Linked DNA regions of Mus musculus: region 1 is linked to region 2. A link is a contact called in public Hi-C data. All regions are on one chromosome and are shown on one strand. The core of a region is the stretch at or near the end of the contact, and the rest is flanking DNA. Distances in the headings are between cores, read along the strand shown.

What was found. Hi-C and Micro-C count contacts between places; a contact is called where the count stands out from the background.
Region 1: a Hi-C map of the N1E-115 cell line shows a contact between it and region 2, with 5 times the contacts expected there. The contact joins two enhancer-like sites. A contact is called at or near these places in 1 of 39 promoter capture datasets (hippocampal neurons), 2 of 484 Hi-C or Micro-C datasets (the N1E-115 cell line and cerebral cortex), 1 of 115 datasets of contacts at active chromatin or transcription factors (differentiating embryonic stem cells) and 2 of 9 other capture datasets (embryonic stem cells and embryonic tail).

Annotation. Positions count from the first base shown.
Region 1 is chr8:109,416,127-109,418,826 of GRCm38.p6, reverse strand. It overlaps a transcript of Pmfbp1 not described here. Among named protein-coding and RNA genes, the nearest start is that of Gm35145, 44 kb to the left of the region's middle. Within about 2 kb of position 1,401, at least 67 of the 459 cell types and tissues checked have an H3K27ac peak or open chromatin away from gene starts, as enhancers often do. A contact at or near this core is called in the N1E-115 cell line, where this site is marked.
Region 2 is chr8:108,245,296-108,247,995 of GRCm38.p6, reverse strand. No RefSeq gene overlaps it. Among named protein-coding and RNA genes, the nearest start is that of Gm34675, 63 kb to the left of the region's middle. RefSeq lists an enhancer at 1,165-2,700. Within about 2 kb of position 1,400, at least 22 of the 459 cell types and tissues checked have an H3K27ac peak or open chromatin away from gene starts, as enhancers often do. A contact at or near this core is called in the N1E-115 cell line, where this site is marked.

The DNA of each region.
Region 1 (2,700 bases), core at 152-2,651, 1.2 Mb before region 2:
CTGACTGAGTGTCACAGGACAAGTCACTTTTCTGCCATCTTACTACAATTAGGACTGTACCAAATGACCTCTAAGGACTTGCTTACAGCTCAAATACTCTCTGGCTTTTAAATCTTCTTTTATGTGCACTATAACAGCCATGCAGCAACGACAAATTTTCTTCATGTGCCTATTTTATAGCCATTTTATGGGATTATAGCATATGTGTGCTCATATGTGTGTGCGCTTATATGTGTGTCTCTCTGTTACCCCCCCAACACACACACACACACACACACACACACACACACACACACACACACACACAGAGGATTAGTGGTAACCACTGTAGATAATATAAGTGTAATAATCTGTAAATACAACTTGTACACAGAGGATGCCAGGGTATTTAGATGCCTCTGTTGGAGAACACATGTAAGCATCCATCACAGGTATAAAATAGCATCCTCTGAAATGCCATTTCTTCCTTCCCCCAGGACAGATAAAGCGCCTGCAGACTCTCCGACCAGCCACTGAAACAGCCATGAAAAACCTCACGCTTTTCTAAAGCAGGACAAAGCTTTGAAGCTTCAGCGTCTGCTCCCCAGCATCCCCTGGCTGTGAGGAGGACAGCATTTCCCTAGTCAAAACAGCCTGGCTCTATTTATAGTGCTCACGTCTCCAGATAATAAACGGAACTCGCGGGCTATGCTCAGATCGCCTTCCTTCAGCCACCCCACCACTTAGCACAACGCCCACAATGAAAAACAAGGTCTACAATTTGGAGCCGTGGCTCTAGTTAATTACCTCAGAGGAGACAATGACCACCCTATACTTGAAGAGCCAAAACCCGGAAAGAGTGTCTGATACCCTTTGTTTGCCTTGGGTTTTTAGCATCCCTCTGGCTAGTTCACTGGGCTTGGTGGGTTTTTTGTTTGTTTGTTTGTTTGTTGTTGTTGTTGTTGGGGAGTAGGGTGGGTATTTCTTTAAATGATTCTAGAAATATCTCATCTCCGTGGTTGGAGAGAGGCTGTGTTCATCAGCTAGGTAATGTTCTTAGCAGATAGCGCTTTAAGTAAGGACAGCAGACAATACAGCTTCCACGGAGACTACTACAATTCCCTTCTATTCTTTTTCAAATGTTAAGTTTGTATTAGGTTATTTAATAGACCACAATATATTCAGTAGGTACAGAATCCATGGCCCCAAATGGCTGCGTTTTAATTCTATCCTTCTAGTCTGTTTTAACTAAGACGTTTTCTCCTGTGCATATAATCTTCATTATCATAGAAGTTATTTTTAATTTATAATTAACATAGTCTCTGTCTCATCATGTATGCCTTGATCGACTTGGACCCTCCAGACACATCTTATCTGGTACCACGTTGGCTGGGTCCTGCAGTTCTCCAAACATACAGTAGGTGTCTATCTTAGCCTTCCTTATCCCTTCACTTTCTTTTCTAGTCCCTGACACTGGGATATAGTGCATAATTCCAAAATGGCAGCTTTTTGAAAATTCACCTTGATTATCAGACATTAAAAGTGACTCATCCCGCAGTGACTGTCTGGCAGAAGGGATAGGATCAGACAGCAAGACAATGAGGGGACTGGGAACATTAGCGCACTAGATTACAGAGCCATCAAAAATACCTTTGTTCTGTCAAAGATCCAATCATTTGCTAGTTGTGTTCTGTGGAGGAGAAAGAAGGGGGGAAAATCCACCAAACAAACAAACAAGAAAATTCATCTGAGAATTAAAAACCTCCTCAGATCTCTTTATCCTAAGTGGGGAAGGGACGTAGCTGATGATCCATTTCAAGAGCAGGCAAGGTGGAGCTGCGTCTGAGCGGGGAATCTGTATGTAGCAGCTTTTCCCCTCAGTAGCCATCACACTTTGCTTATGACCTTCTGCCCTTTGCGTCTCCGGAAGAGCGGAAACTGCCAAGTTCAACAGGGCTTGGTTTTGTCTGTGTGTCTGTACTGAGCCTGACTCACGGTGGAACAGTTAGAAGGAATGATCGCACAATTAGAGCGTTTTCATTCAAAGCGCAGCTTCTGATTTCCATCACGGTATATTAGAAAGCTAAGCAAGACATGTGTGATGGGCTAGAGGGGCAGATGCTGAGGGAAGCTGTTGGCAGCAGGCTTTCCACAAGCATCCAAACAGGCGTCTGTAAAATAGCAGAAGGAGCCTCGCAGAGACCGTGGATTCTGTATCAAGCATGTATGTGTGTCTCTGTGTTCAAGGGGGAGAAGGGACTGGGTGGGCAGTAGTGTCCTTTTCAGGGAGCCCTTCTTAGGGAGCTGCCCAGGCAGGTGAGAGGAGAGTGAGATGTCCTGAATCTCGGAGCTTCTCATCCCCCAAGAGACGGAGAGGCCAGATGGGACGTGGGTGTCTGGCTTCCTTCTCCCTTTCTTAAAAAAAAAAAAAAAAAAAACCAAAAAAAACCCACAATTTCCATCATTTGTCTATGAACTCAGAGGAGGAGTTTATCAGTCATGGAAAATGCCCCAAAGGGGCTCAGATCAAAGGCAGACTTTGAAATGTGTACTTAGGTGGATCTCCCTGCCAAATACATTAATGTGATTAAAACACAAATTCCATTGGCAGTTATTCCATCTGTTTAGGTGATGTTGGTTGGCAGTGCCATGTACCGGTCAATGGTGGCCTTTTACAGAGGAGTGCCGAGTGAATTTAAATGCTCTGCCGCACACGGATGC
Region 2 (2,700 bases), core at 151-2,650:
CATTTTTTCCCCTCCTGTTCAAATCCCCCCCTGCCCCCACGCTCCCTTCTCCTTTCAGCTTCTCTCTGAAAGAGTGATGGATCCAGACATACAAACTGTAAATAAACGTGAATGACCCTGTCTCCATAGCCCCCACCTCCCCTTCTGCTGCCAAAGAAAACTGGGAGGGAAGGAAGAGAGAGAGAGAGAGAGAGAGAGAGAGAGAGAGAGAGAGAGAGAGAGAGAGAGAGAGAGAGATCCTGACTTCCTCACAGGTAATTAAAGGGACTATTTTCAAGGTTGCATGGGCAAAAGACAATTCAGTCCTAATGAAGCATCGATCGACTGGCACTAAGGTAGAAAGGGGCTGACATTCATTCAAAGGTACCTTTAACTGATGGAGCACACTGCACCAGGAATTGCTCCTTCTCTGCTGTCATTCCCTGGGACCTGAGTTGGGGGGGGGGGGGGATGGGGGGGAGGGGAAAGTTTGCTTTAAATTTGTTTTATTTCCATGTTGCTGCAAATGCATGTGTCAGACTGTTTTCTTTCCTTTAAAAAAAAAAATTGGAATGCACTAATGTCCAATCTGGGTGGTATTAAGGGACCGGGTTTCCTTTGCTTAGGGTCAATTTTCTTCATTAGTGAGCTTTAAAAGCTCACCCATTATGCCTGCTGGTCAGGAATGAATGAGACCAGTGATGGCCAAGCACGGGCTCCTCCGGCAGGTTGGGGCACTGTGGTCTGACTGGAAACTCAAACTGGTTTCATTCCACCCGTTTGGTGACTCACTTGGACTGGTGTGGGTCATACTGTGGAGAAACAGCAATCTTATGGAGGGAAAAGGAGTTGAGGACGGAAGACCAGTCTCTATCCAAGGGGTGGTGCCAGTGTGGCCAGGACCCAGAGTGCTTTTCAGAATCAGGTCTTTGAGAACAGAGCCAGCAAGGTGGGGTTTTAAAGTTAACAGATTGACACTAGGCAGAGGCCTGGAGTGACGGTGCCATAGAAGAGCCAGGCCAGTGCCATCTGCCAGCCCACCTGGGGGACACTTCCCCAAGCCCCCTTAGCTCTCTGGACACGGTTTCCGGTGTTTCTCATGATCGCTTAAACTGTTTGTATTCAGACCCCTTTTGAATGGTGATGAGAGTACACAAAAATGATAGTCATGCCGAGAAGTCGGGGTGGATGACAGGGGAGGAGAGACTACTGATCCCGGAACAAGTTGAAATTGGGGGGGGGAGGGCGGCGCTTGCCACGGCCCCACTCCCCCTCCTGCCTTTTCAAGAGTCTCTGCAAGCAACAATAGCAGGCCCCTTCAGAACCAGAAACACAAAGGGAATTTGCTGTGGTTCAGTCCCCACAGTGAGGCCCTTCGGAAGCTGAACACAGTCACTTTTTCTTCCCCTGATAAAAATAAGCGACGGGAGGGTGGGCAGACGGGAATTCTCCTGTACGCCCCCCTCACCGACATCCAGGGTACAATAAGCTGAAGAGAAGGGGGCCTCTCTGACAGAACGTTTCAAATCACAGGCCCTGGCTCACATGCTCTGTCTTTCTTCTCCCCTTTCTCAGAATTTATCATTGTTTCTTGATTTGGCTCTTAATTTTGGTTTGGTTTTGGAAGGAAAGGATGGCAGGGTCTATTATTTAACTCGATAAATAGCATTAGCGTACCGCCTGGCTGCCTCCCCGTCTCTCCCTCTCTCTCTCTCTCTCTCTCTCTCTCTCTCTCTCTCTCCTATTTATTCATTTGTGTTTACATTTCTAAGACATCCCTTTAGCTGAAGGAGGACACTTCCCACATATTGCAGGATTGGCCATTAATGCAAACGGGTAATTTATCGGCTCACACAGCCTCTGAAGTTGAATTTTGTAAAGAAAATCTGGGGCTTAGTATTCTAGGGTTTGTCGCCTCTGTATGCATTTACTTTGTAATTTTCTTCCCTTTATCTTTGAAACAGTTCCTAACATTTCTATTTATCAATTTGATGAGATTTCATTGTAGTTTTTATTTATTTACTTGCATAAACCAAAGCGCAGGTCACCACACAGAAGCAAAGAGCTGTGTACAGAGCACCTGGTGACATTTTTAAAAAGAAGAATCCCCCTTACCCCCCCCCCCCCCAAACCTGGCTAAACTGGAGCCCAGCCGATCCTATCTGCATTAATTTGGCTGAACAACAAGATACTGCCGAGGACAAGCGGAGTACAGCAGTTCGGAGTTCCCAGAATTGGCCCAGCTCAGCCGGAACAATGGCAGCTTCCTATTCACCTTAACCCGGCTTTTCAGAAGAGCATCCCCAGAAACACAAAAGCATCAGCGGGAAATGGCAATTTTTATGAATCCTAATCAATCAAAGGGCTTATTAACTCAATGTGAAGCCAGATTAAAATCTTTAATTATAAATCGTGCTAAAAGGAAAAACAAAATGTACTTATGCTACATTGAAAATTCCGGATATTAACATAGTTGCTATTATCTCGCAATATTACCCTCAACCCCCCCTCAATCTTGCCCCACCCCACAACAGCCTCATCTTTTTCTAGGACTAAAGAACAGGGCTCTACAACCCATTTCACAACCCCGTCGCCATCCTCGATTTATTAAAATATATTCTTTTCTCCCTCCTATGCGTCCAATAGGTTGCCGGGAAGCTGCTTTGGTGTTACAGGAATAGAAGACCCGTTAGGGAGCACCAGGCAGGCAGCTAAGGTTTC